2 separate regions of the Mus musculus genome follow, and region 1 is linked to region 2. The links are chromatin contacts, called in public Hi-C maps. All regions are on one chromosome and are shown on one strand. Each heading gives the region's core, a stretch centred on a gene start, on an enhancer-like site or on the middle of the called end of the contact. The rest is flanking DNA. Distances are from core to core; before and after follow the strand shown.

Region 1 (6,605 bases), core at 2,723-5,222, 64 kb before region 2:
ATAACAGGACAGAGGGAAGCTGCTCACATCATGGCAAACAGGAAGTTGGGAGGTGGAGGTAAATTGAAGGGGGCGGGGAGGCTAGTGACTAGGGACAAGGTATACTCTATAAGTTCCCACTGATCTGTTCCCTCGCACGAGCCCCCCCTCCCCACCTCTTAATAGGACTCTCAGATATGAACTTAAGAGTGGACTAGTGCACTGATGAGTTATAACCTCTGACCCAGCTCCTTCTTAGCCACCAGTTAGAGGTTAAGCCTTCAGCATTTTATATTCAAACTATATCACTACATCAGAATCGCTGTTTCTTTCTTTTCTTTTTTCTTATTTCTTTTATTGGATATTTTCTTTATTTACTTTTCAAATGTCATCCCCTCTCCAAGTCTCCCCTCCAGAAACCCCCTATCTCATCCCCCTTCCCCGTGTCTTTATGAAGGTGCTTCCACCCACCCACCCACCCACTCCCATCATCCCGCCCTGGCATTCCCCTATACTGGGACATCAAACACCCTCAGGCCCAAGGATCACACCTCCCACTAATTTCCAACAAAGTCATCCTCTGCCACATATGAGGCTAGCACCACGGGTCACTCCATGTGTACTCTTTGGTTGGTGGTTTAGTCCCTGGGAGCTCTGGGGAGTCTGGCCAATTGACACTGTTGACCCCTCCCCTCACGGGGTTGCAAACCCTCTCAGCTCCTTAAGTCCCTTCTCCAACTCCTCCATCTGGGACCCGTTGCTCAGTCCAACAGTTGGTTGTAAGCCTCTGCCTCTGTATTCATCAGGCTCTGGCAGAGCCTCCCAGGAGACAGCCATATCAGGCTCCTGTCAGCAAGCACTTTCTGGCGTGTACAATAGCATGTCCAGGTTTCTTATACACTATCTAGGATATTTTGTGATGGAAACGTAATTACTGTGTGAATTTATTGGAGTAAAAAAAGAGTAAAGACGTATTGGAAAAAAAATCCAAATATATGGATACTTCAAAATGTCTAAGGAAATTATCTATTCAAAGTGATGATATACAGTTCTAGTTGGCCTGAGATAGAAGGACTGTGAGCTTGAGACCAGCCTGGGCTAGGTGACAAGACCCCGTGTCAGTAACTAAGGATGAAACGGTGTTTGTGCAGACACTACCTTATCATCCTCTGAGTAATATTTTAGTGTGTTTCATGTTCCAAGTGGATGCTTCACAAGTGTGCTGCATGGCTGGCGAGAAAATAGCTCCATTCCAAGTATGAACTCTTATTACCGCTACTGCATGTATCCATTTCTGAAAATAATTAGGTTGCTTAATATTGTGAAAATGTCTGTTAAAAAATTCATGAATAAAATATTTACCAAGATTGCCATTTGACAATGTGTGAAATGATGAACTCTACTGCCACATTTAGGCGATGAAATTATACTCTTGCCTCTGATGGAAAATATTCCAATTGCACACAGAAGAGTTATTTCGCTATTTCAGCTCTAGTAAGTGCCATCGTCCTTATAGTTCTAGGGAAGCTGACTCAGTTACAGGTCGGGATCTTCATAGGAAAGACCTGGGTTTACCTATGCTATTGAAAGCCTTTACTACATTGTGGCAAGTTCACAGAAGCATGGGTGTGATAGATGTTAGAGACACTTGTGTAGTTTTGCTAGAGTGTATGTGTGTACTTGGTACCATACACAGTTAGCCATGGATTATGGGTTCATGAGGACAAGAATTTCTCTTGATGGTCTACTACAAGGTTGCTTTTATGCTCCCCCAAAATCATAAAGTAATAAGTTTTATATATTTCAGACTTATATAATGAAAAAGAAATCTGAATACTTTATTTAGGGTAATGGCTGATACATATTAGACAGTGGCTATGTAACTATGATATCTTCTCTCTCTCTCTGGTTCGCTCTTAACTAAGCAGAGGTAAGTAGCTTGACTTACCTTTGCTGAAATGTCTTAACATTTAATTTTTTTCACCATTTGAAGATTATTTTATTTCTTTGTTTCTTTCTTTTGTTGAAAATAGAGTGTTTTCTCATATAATATATCCTGACTATAGTTTCTCCTCCCTCTCCTCCTACCACCTCCATATCTCCCCTCTAGATATACTCCCTTCTTGTCTCTCATTATATAATATATAATATTTATATTATAATATATAAAATAAATCAAAATAAAATAAAATACAATGAAACAGAAGCCACCATATTAAAGTTGGATAAGGCAACCCAACAGACAGAAAAGATTCCTAAGAGTTGACACAAGAATCAGAGATCATCTGTCTCTCACTCAGTCATCCCATAACAATATTACGATATAAGCTGTAACATATAGGCAGAGAACCTGGATTAGATCCTTGCAGGCTCTGTGCTTGCTGCTTCAGTTTCCCTGAGCTTATATGCATGTCATTTGATGATTTAGAGGCACTTGTTCAACAGCTCTAGTTTCCTCCATCCCTACAGGTTCTTAAACTCTTTGTGGCTCCTCCTCCACAGGGTATTCTGAGCTCTGGGGAGGGGAGTGGGGAATTTGATGACTTCCCTTTTTGACTCATTCTTCCTGCAATCACTGCCTGTGGGTCTCTGAATCTGTTCCTCTCTTCTGCCAGAGAAAGCTTCTTTGATGATTACTGGATATGGGATTGATCTATGAATATAATAGGATGCTAACTGTAATATTTTCTTACATGGCCAAACCTTTTTCCTCCCTAATTTCTTACCCTTAGATTGATCATGTCTTAGAACACTTTTTCCAAAGTGACATGATTAACTATCTCAGGTGTTATATTTGTCCACTCTTACTTGAAAGGAACATAAAGACCATATACATATTCTCTATTGCCTGTTAAAAATCACTTTTGAAGGGATTGAAAGATGGATTAGCAGTTTTGAACATTCCTTTGTCTTCTAGAGTACCTGAGTTCAGTTCTCAGCATCTTTGTTGCATGACTGTTACATCCAACTCCAGATTTGATGCCCTCTTCTGAACTCCTTAGGTACCAGCAAACCCATGAAATTTACTTACACAAATAAGAAACCCAGACAGGCACACACACACACACACACACACACACACACACACACACACATATGATATATAGATAATAGATAGATAGATAGATAGATAGATAGATAGATAGATCGATCGATCGATCGATAGATAGATAGATAGAAACATACATACATACATACATACATACATACATACATACATACATACCAAGTCCCTTTAAATTTAAACACTGAAAGGTAGCTGTAAATTGTTTAACCTTTAACCTCAGAAACTGGGAAACAGGGGAACATCTCTGTGAGTTTAAGGCCAGTATGATCTATATTCCAAGTCCCTAGTAGCTACACAGTGAAAATCAATCTAAAATACCAATTAATTCATAAATTTACAAGAAAAGTTTAAATTACAGTCTCAGTAGATACTATCAGAGCGATTGTAAATGGTATAAAACATCACCGTGATGTGTTGAGTATTTCTTATACTCCGGTCTCTAGTATTAAAAGTAGATTTAACCTTGAATCTGCCCACTCCATTGTCGGTATTGCTAGAGACTGAAACTAGGGTTGTTGTGTATGCAATCTTTTCATCAGCACGAAGCCATGTGCCCATTGCAAAGTAAAACACTTAAGCAGCTCATGCTACTAGAGATTAAGAGAACCTAAGAATCGAGGACAATAACACTAGTGTAAAAGACAATGCTATGATTCTAAAGTGAAAATGAGGTCTCTTCCAATAGGTTTGATTCTCCAACACTCAAATTAAAAGACTGACGCATGAAGAATGGAGCTAACACATGAATCAGCAAGTCTTCCTGGGAAGTTTGGCTCTTCAGGTCAGTAGATCACAGGTGATCTTAGGTGGCAGAGAAGACTAAATATACCCGCTTGTTTCTGTAGTGAAGAATGGCAGCGTGTGATTAAGCGCTCATCCCACCCAGGTCCACACGAGGCTCACCCAGCCATGAGTCACTTGCTCAGATGCACTGATTGCCCTGGGCTGAGCCAAAGCAGTGATTAAACAGCTCAGAGCCTGGAGCTGGAGGGAACCTCTGAACGAATTCTCCTTCATGCTTAAATTGAAGCCGATTCTGGAGGATAGCCAGTGATTGCTAGAGATTTGGGAGGATGGTCTTCTGCAAACCATCCACAGGGATCGTGCCAACAGGCTCTCTACTGAGCAGATGAAGGACAGGCTGGGGAGCCCTTGAGCTAATTTGTTTTTCATATATGGTAAATGTTTTCAAATAAAAATTATCAATTGTACTTTAAAAGCTAACGGTATAAACTGAATTTTCAGTTCACCTTCCTTCCAAATGGTGTGCAAAACATAGTTAAGACACAAACCAGTTTTTTTTACTCTACTCAACATGACTAATATTCCTTTGAAATAAAACATTGCTATTGTCTCTACATGAGAATAGTTAAATCCAATTTTGTCACATAGATAGGCATTGTTGTAATTATCCTGAAACTTCCTTCCTAAATTACTCAAAATAATAGCCTAAAAAATAAATGGCGCAGCAGGTTGCGACGGATGCTAGTTAGCTTTATTAGTTGACCTTTGTGATAATGTTGCCCTCGTTGGTTTAAGTTCTGTGTCTAGGTTGCCAGAGATAACCATGTATTCATGTATACACATAATTTTTATGTCCAGGATATCTGTGTATACTCAGCTCCTCATAGAGAAAGCTTAGCTCTATACAAATTTCAAAATTCACATGAATGTTGAATTGCTCAAGCATGAAGTATACTTATGTGTAAGAAGGATTTTTTTCTAAACCACTACCACTGTGCAAGTTTTTAAAGTAAATACATTTTGGAAGATTATGAGCACAAAATGCACTTGCTTTGTCTTCGTTGTGATTTAAAAAACAAAGAACAAAAAACAAAACTAGATCTCATTATAATTAAATACCCTCCCAAAACGGAGGACAACCTGATCTCATTCTTGCCGTTGTCCAGCCTCAGGACCCTGAATTGCTGGGATTAGAGCTATGTGCTGTCATGTCCAGAAAATAGTGCATTTATGAGCCGAATGACTGGGATTAAGCCAGAATTCTGCAGTCATATAATTAAGAGCAACCCTATCAAGCTAAGTAATGGCAGTATACAGTTTGGCAATGGTAAATGACACCTCATGTGTCAATTTGAGCACTGTTATCAGCTATAACCATTAAAAAAAAGTACTGCTAGTCAAAAGAGCAAAACAACACAAAGAAAACAGTTTGTCTCACACAATATCTCCCTTTATGACACATCTGCTCCTGTGAGAGCCATGGTTTCTGTCTCTAGTTTGGTGGCAGTGGCCTTGCACAATCGTCTCCATGTGGTACCTGTAGAGTACAATGCAGATCTGAGCTTGAACTCAGAAACTCAGTTGCTTCATTGCAAGAAAAGATAAGTTTCTCTGTGCCTTGTGTATGTCTTTTGACAAAGCAGTTCACAGGCAGCAAGGATTGTTTTTAAAACAAAGTAATGTTCTCTGGCTTCAGTTATGCGTCGCCAACCCTCAGATATGCACTAGGTGAGTATGGGCTATAAACCTGAGTTATTTGGTTTTAATTTGTATATTTAAAATAGTTGCATATTCACATTTACCTTATGACAATTAAATATATATGTAGTAAGAATCATAGACGATAAAATAATGTAGAAAACTCTTAAAGGAAAATGTGTTTCTATGTTTAAAGAAAATTAAACATTTCTTACTGCATTCTATGAAGTGATCAAGCAAACATATGCACACATCCAGCGAGCATGCTAACAAATCATGAGCAGATTCTCTTCCCCTTCCCGAAGTCATTTACTACCTATTCATTCCATTTCCATAATATACTGCTGTACTGCAAATCACTCTTAGGAGAAAATCTGTAGGCATTAGATTAGTCACTATTTCTATTCCCTTATGTTGCTTGACAGAAAAGGCAATCTTAATTGGTAGACATGCATTCAAATTTTATTTTTTCTTAAAAACTTTCATATATATAATTATAATTTTTCTGTTCATCACTAGTACAGTATGAGAATAATATTGGTTTGTATGTCTGTCTCGCCTGGAATGCAGCAAAAATACCTGATTTAAATTAAAATATACTAAAAAATTAAACCACTGAACTACACGTCTGTAGCTTATTCTGGCTTTTACAATGATATACAAAGAATACAAAAAATAAGGCTGGGTAGTTAGCTCAGTGGCAAGTGCTTAAAGCATGGGGACCTACGTGTGGATTTCCAGAAAAAACTCAGGGATGGTAATAGAATTCTGTAACCCTAGCACTAGGGACACAAAACAGGAGGATGCCTCAAATGGACTGGCCACCCAATCTATCCAATCATTGTGCTTTGGGCTCCATTTCAAAAGTAATACTTGGCTAACAAAAGAAGACACCTGACATAGACCCCTTTGCCTACATACCCACACACAAATATATATACGCACACACATTTGCATATTTACTATACACAAATATTATATAAAAATATATTGAGAATGTAAAAAACAAGTTTCAGCTTAGGTTCTTAAATCAATTCACCAAAATCATACCAATGTCTTCCAAGCTGATAAAATTAAGAAAAATAGAGCCGGGCGGTGGTGGCACACACCTTTAATC
Region 2 (6,276 bases), core at 1,401-3,900:
ACTAAGACAGAACTCAAAGAGACTCTGTCAAAGAAGGCAGGTGGCATTCCCAAAGACAATAAGTTTTCCTGAAGATAATAACCCGGTCATCCCTTGGCCTCCATAAGCATATGTTCTTTCACAGACAGACAGGCACACACACACACTTATAAAAACATGATGTTGATACTGTACCAACCAAATAGGACCAGGCAAGGTCTTGAATGAATTCCCAAATGGCTGACAACAATATGAAAATATAAAGGAGAATCAAAAACTTTGGTCCCAAAACAAAACAAACAAACAAACAAACAAAAAACCCAAAAATAAAACAAAACAAAACAACAAAAAATCTTACTTTGTATCCAGTCAGTATATATAAATAATCTTCTTAATATTGATAAGTAAAAATGCTACTAATTCTAAAATTAAGTACAGTGAAATATGCCCAAAGCCTATTTCTTATTATAGGCAGCTGTCCTCTTCAAGAAACACTGAGGGGTGGGGTGGGGGAGTTCTGACATATCCATGTCCCCTAGAATACTTTCCACTGAAGGACACTGTGGGTAGCCTATGATGTGGACAGAAAAAACGAAATTGCCTAAAATGATGATAGACCCAGGGTTTGGAACAGAAATTCAAAAATTCTATATTCCCATTCCATTCATTAACGTGTTCTTCTTTTTTCTACATGTTGCTGTTGGTAACTGGGAAAAATATGTAGCTTTTAAACTAGGAAAAAAACTAAATAGAGAGCAATGTATATTTTTAAAATAAAAATTTCCATTAGGTGGATATTATAATGCTTCTCTCATGCACTCATCTTCATTGGAGAATAAAGACAAATACTCAGTTTTTCTACCTGCTTTTACTCTGACCCACTCCACTCCCCCTTCTCTTCAGGCCTCTCCCCTCCTTGGCCAAACATTTCAAATCAACTTACAATGTCTGTTATCTCCTCTTCTCACCTATGAAACTATTTTCAAATAAGGTTTAGGGGCTTTTTTTGGAAAACCGAAGGTGCATATTACATAAAGTTACAAGTTGAAGGTGTATTATTTTCTTAGTTTACCTCTGATTCTAAATTCTTGATAATGCAAACAAAGCCCAAAACAAAAGGGTTCATGTCCCAGAAGGATACATTTATGTGAAAGTGGCCACCTTTGGGCATATATTCTGAATCTTAATCTTAAACATTATATAAATAGAAGAGATTTAATTACAAACCTGAAGAAATGTGTTACTGTTAATTGAATTCTCTCTACAGTTACCTTTGCACACCAGTGTTAATGAAACTCCAGTTCAAAGTGGATGAGTTTGGGGAATTGCGATCGCTATTTATTTCCTTACCTGAGATGCCAGGATCATCCTGTCAGGAAAATAAAGAGCCCAATTAGGGGAGTGCTCATTTGTGGCTATTGATCAACTTTACAAAAACTGCTAAGATTTCCAAGCAAAACAAGAGGTTCTGAGGGCACTGAGCAAGGTCAAGCGAGTGGGAAAGAAAAAAAAAAATCTCTGTTAGTGACAAGAAAGCATTTCACCTGTGGAGTAAAAGGCTCCTGCCCTTGGGAGCTAGACTCCACCCCAGGGCCAGCCAGCCTGCCCTCCCGTCCAAGCCTCTCAGCCTCCCTGTTTGGCATCTCTCGGTATTACCAAGCTATAAATTGCCCAGGAGCTTAGAGACAATCAGGTCACGGCTGCTCTCACGAGGGAAAAGCTTCTTACTTCCGAGCAGAAGGGTTCAGCTAGGAAGAGGAGGGAGAAAGCCCTTTAGTCCCCCACCGTGCGGGCGGGCAAGGGGTGAAGAGAGACGGAGACAGGGGGGGGGGGGGCGAGCACAAGCCCAAGAAGGTGGAAAAAGCGTGCCTAGCAAGGTCGCACTTGACCCAAGTCTCCAAACTTATTGGTCGCTGCATGGAAACTCCCTGGGCGCTCGCTCCATTGCCTAGCAGCTGCAGCTGGGTGGAGCCTCGCTCCTCCGCCCCACCTATGGATGGACCTTGCATACAGCTCTGGTCCACCACACCCTTCCTGGGCGGTCTCTAGACATCTAGCTGCCCTGACATTATCGGAGCCTGGCTTCCCACTCGAGTTCAGACGGAATGATGTGACTGGTCTCCCAAAGCAAGAAGGACCACCTCTATCTCAGTAGTCCTGCTTCCCCACAACTCCGCGGTGTCAAATGGCCAAAGACAAACTTCTGCCTCTCTCGCGTCCCAGCTCCCACCTTTTCAACCTAGAACTCACACATATCGAAACTCCTAGGATGCTGTGTAGATCTGGGCATGCTCAGTATCAAGGCAGGTTTTGATTGAAAGTTAAAAAAAAGCTTTGTATTAGGCTTGCTTCTTATCCAGTGCTTATGGCTTACTGAACAGGTTGAGGGCATTCCCGAGTCTACCCACCGGGTCTAGAAAATTATCTTTTAGTGTTTTCTCTTTGGGATCTGGTCTCCTCTTAGTTCACCCCACCCCCGCCACTCTCCTAAACCCCTCTCCTCAGGTCCCTGTCCGCTGTGGGGATGGAGAGACTCTAACAGTACTGGGCTGGGCTCCGTTGCCTGAGAGGAGCCACCTATTATCAGTGCTCTCTGATTGGCTCTTCTGAGCAGCGTACCTTGGTTGGAACCAATCAAGAGCCGGGGCCGGGAGATGATGGGCGGCCGCCTCCTCACTGGAGGGATTCCTGGAGAAGCTGCAGTGTGGGGATGCTCTGACCGAGTTCAGCCCCCAGTGTCTTTCCTCCTCCTCCTCCTGCAGCGACAGCATCCGCAGTTAGCAGTGGGCAACTTGAGGCTGTAACCGGGGCAAGCCCCCAGGGTCCTGCTCACCCAACAGGGGGCTCAGGTCCCCGAAGGGGTGTGTGCAGGGCGGGGGCGGCCAGCTGGGACCAGCTGGTGGCCCTAGAAAACCTCACCCACACCCACACCCACACACCCCTTTTGTGTTGCAGGCTGCCCCTCTGAGAGCGGAGGCAGCGAGAGAGTACTCGTGTGCCTCGCACCGGTCCGCGGTGAGAGCAGCGGGGACCAAGACTCGCACCATCTCCCGGTCGGTCCTCGCTCCAGGTAAGGCAGCCCCACTGGCAGCGCGGCCACCTCGGTGGTACCTTGGTACCTCTGCGCTTCAATCTGTCGAAGAGACGTAGGTACACTTGATTTGTGGCGATGGGAGACCTAGGGAGGGATCCCCCCGTAAGCCTATTGTGAGAAATGCAAGACCACAAGTGCATCTCCGGGGAAAGCACTTTGCACAGGGCTGGTGATTCAGAACCAGGAGTTGATGTTGGGCATCCCCCATCTTCTTGCTTCTTCCATTCTCTCCTCTGTCCTCCACCCCCCAGCCCCCTCTCTCCTCCCCCTCCTCCTATTCTAAGCCAGTACAGCCCCCCACCCCCAACGGGGGGTGGAGGATTGTCTTTCTTACAGGGAAGAAGGGCAGTGAAGAAGAGAAAAAAGATTTCTTTCTGTTGGAGGGAGGATAGATTGCAACCCCGTGTGAAAATATGAGTCCAGGAAGGGATGAAACCACACAGGGAATTAAACTGAATGAGAGTAGACAAGGAGACCAGCTTCTGCTCTCAGAAAGGAAGTGTCAAATTTGAATCCATCTCCTCCTTGCAAGAGGCTACAAATGGAACAAAAATAACCCAACACTCCAACCCACTTTCAACTGCTTAATTGCTGCTGCTCTCCTGTGCCTGCTATCAGAATCTTCTTGTTTGCATCTGTCCTGTGGGGCTGACAGTTTGGGATAGCACCTCAGGGTCACTGTCTGAACTTTGAGGGCTTGTTGAGTTTGTAAAAATTAAAACTAGATCATCACCCTCCCGAGATTTACCCAGGTAGCCTTTATAGTGGGAGGGTAATAACATGGGAAGTTTCAAAACCTTTCCAAGTGACACCAGAATTATCAGGAGACTTGACTTTTACTTTGATCTTGCTAATCTGGTTAGCCTCTGTGGACTGTGGACGTGTTGATGTCCACTTCCCTAACCTTAACCCTTTGGTGAAACACAGGAAGTTTAACTTTTGTGTTAAAACTGCTTTTGTGCATGAGATTTCATTTTTTTTTATCTTTTTAAAGGCTGCCTCCACATGTCACTGTCTAGATACTAAATTCAAGTCTCAACACACTCTTTTAATATGAAAACACTAAATAGATATAAAATTGATGTTTCTTCAGTTTTCGTGTTCCCTTCAGGAGGTAGATGTAGGTTCAGTTGACAGGATCCTCTTGGACTAGAGGAAAGTTTAGAAAGTAATGGGAGGAAGATAGTCTCACATTTGAAAGATCTTAAGGGGGAAACATTTCTCTTCTCACATCATGTTAAAAAAGAGAGCCATTGAAACAACTTCCATAACTGTCAGAGAAACAGGTCAAGCACATCGCACTTGTTAGACAGAGTCTTGACAATAGCTTCTGCAATCTCTAATTCCATCATCTCTGATCTAAGCTTTGTTTTCCTATTATTCCTCGGAGACTGATAAGCGATTACCATCAGCTGGGGGGGGGGGGGAGGCGGTAGCGAAGGGAAATATCCAGTTCTATGTAACAGGAGGGCAATGCAACCGGGTTCTGCAGGAGCAAAGCGAAAGCAGGAGATGCTGGTTCCAAGATAAATCTTTCTGATGTATCAGGAGAGACGCCAAGTCGTAGGTTTTTTTTTTCTAAATGCCCATTTGAGATAAGAAGAGGGGGTCTTCCCTTTTTAAGTCTCTCTCAACTCCCACACCAGCCTGGGTACCGCAGGTAGGTCTTTTCAATCACACACCTTTAACTTGTAAGTTTCTACACAAACTTAGGAAAGAACCGACTTCATGTGGCATCAGTGATATTGACTTGTATATTGATAAATATTAATATTGTACATTGTTTTCAAAACCGTTTTCTATTCTTGATCTCACCTACCTTAGCAGACTTCATGCACCTAAGCAAGTGAGCGTGCGCGCGCACACGCGCGCGCGCACACACACACACACACACACACACACACGCACACTCCCCACACCACACACATACACCATATGTATACACTCATACCACTCGTGTAGAGGCACACAGGAGATTTTTCTAAAGCTAGACCTCTAAATGACTTGAAAATGTAGTGTCTCTGCTGAGATCTATGACTTCAGAGGGAACACTTTTTGGGTACAAGGACAAAAGAATAATCACTTAATTACTTCATGTGTGTGTACAGCTGAGTTCACAAGTTTAGACATGAAAAGACATAAAGGAAAGAAGTAGCTTCCCGTGGGGACAAAATAAGATTCTGTTTGCGTGTTTTTGCACTGTACCGGGGAGATGTGAAAACGTGGGCTTGGATTTGTTTGCATGACTCTGTGTAAAATATTAATTCTATCAACTGCGTGTACAGAGATGTTTATGAATGTGAAATTTTTTTCATATACTTCTGAAAAAAATTGAGCCTTCATGTCCTGCAAGTCATATCTAATTGTAAGATGTTATGAACGGATTGAAGACTTTAAATGAATTTAAATGATACAGGAAATTTATGCTCACAATTTTATACACTCCTAATCTTTCCCCTTTAAGATGATGGTATAGTAAGTCTTAGTAATGCTTAAGAGTGGATATGACAATTATAATTTAAGATATGTTTATCAGAACTGAAGGCTGCAACTGTAGAAGGGAAATCCTAGTCCTGAAATACCACATGATAGTAACCAATATTAGTTTCAAACCTTGTGTCTACATAGACAGTGTTAGCTATCCTAGCTGGTTAAATTATTAGGTGGTTCTAATCAGTTTTTTTAAAAAGGAGAAAACGTGCTATTTCCTTTCTCAGATATGCATACTAGACGTGATGCTAACAAAAATAAAACTAGGAAATGGTAGTTTGTCTTAATTTTGTTTGCAAAATGGGCTGTGAGATAAATAAATAAAATGAGGAATGCCTTGGAAATCTGAAAGTTAATTTGAACTTCCTGATAGTCTAATAACACATTGAAATAATACCAAGTAGTCTCTTTTGATGTCATTATATTAAATCAATTTAGAGTATATCCCCAAAACAGATTCTCATAGCCATCTTATGGGAAAGAATTTAGATTTAAGGAGGAAATTTATTTAAATCTCAAACCTGGTTCTCGTGCTTCCCAGTTTATGCAACATCTGGGAAGGGTTATTATTAATTTTAATTTGTGACATGGTATTTATCTTCCTAATGGTAATTATTATGCAGTTTTGGGGGGTAAGAAAAGCACAATAAGACTATTTGATTATATAATAGAGAATTTTATCTAATAGTATGGGTAACCCAGGCGAAACATGG

The links. A called contact is a pair of places that touch in the nucleus more often than the background predicts.
Region 1: a contact with region 2 is called in a Hi-C map of the N1E-115 cell line, with 6 times the contacts expected there. The contact joins the enhancer-like site here to the promoter of Syt1 in region 2. A contact is called at or near these places in 1 of 39 promoter capture datasets (the SN4741 cell line), 2 of 484 Hi-C or Micro-C datasets (the N1E-115 cell line and nephron progenitors) and 2 of 9 other capture datasets (adipose tissue and pancreatic islet).

What each region holds. Positions count from the first base shown.
Region 1 is chr10:109,071,863-109,078,467 of GRCm38.p6, reverse strand. No RefSeq gene overlaps it. Among named protein-coding and RNA genes, the nearest start is that of Syt1, 64 kb to the right of the region's middle. Within about 2 kb of position 3,972, at least 11 of the 459 cell types and tissues checked have an H3K27ac peak or open chromatin away from gene starts, as enhancers often do. A contact at or near this core is called in the N1E-115 cell line, where this site is marked.
Region 2 is chr10:109,007,349-109,013,624 of GRCm38.p6, reverse strand. It overlaps Syt1 (synaptotagmin I), which reads left to right and starts at 2,650. Exons shown (of 11, transcript NM_009306.3): 1 at 2,650-3,049.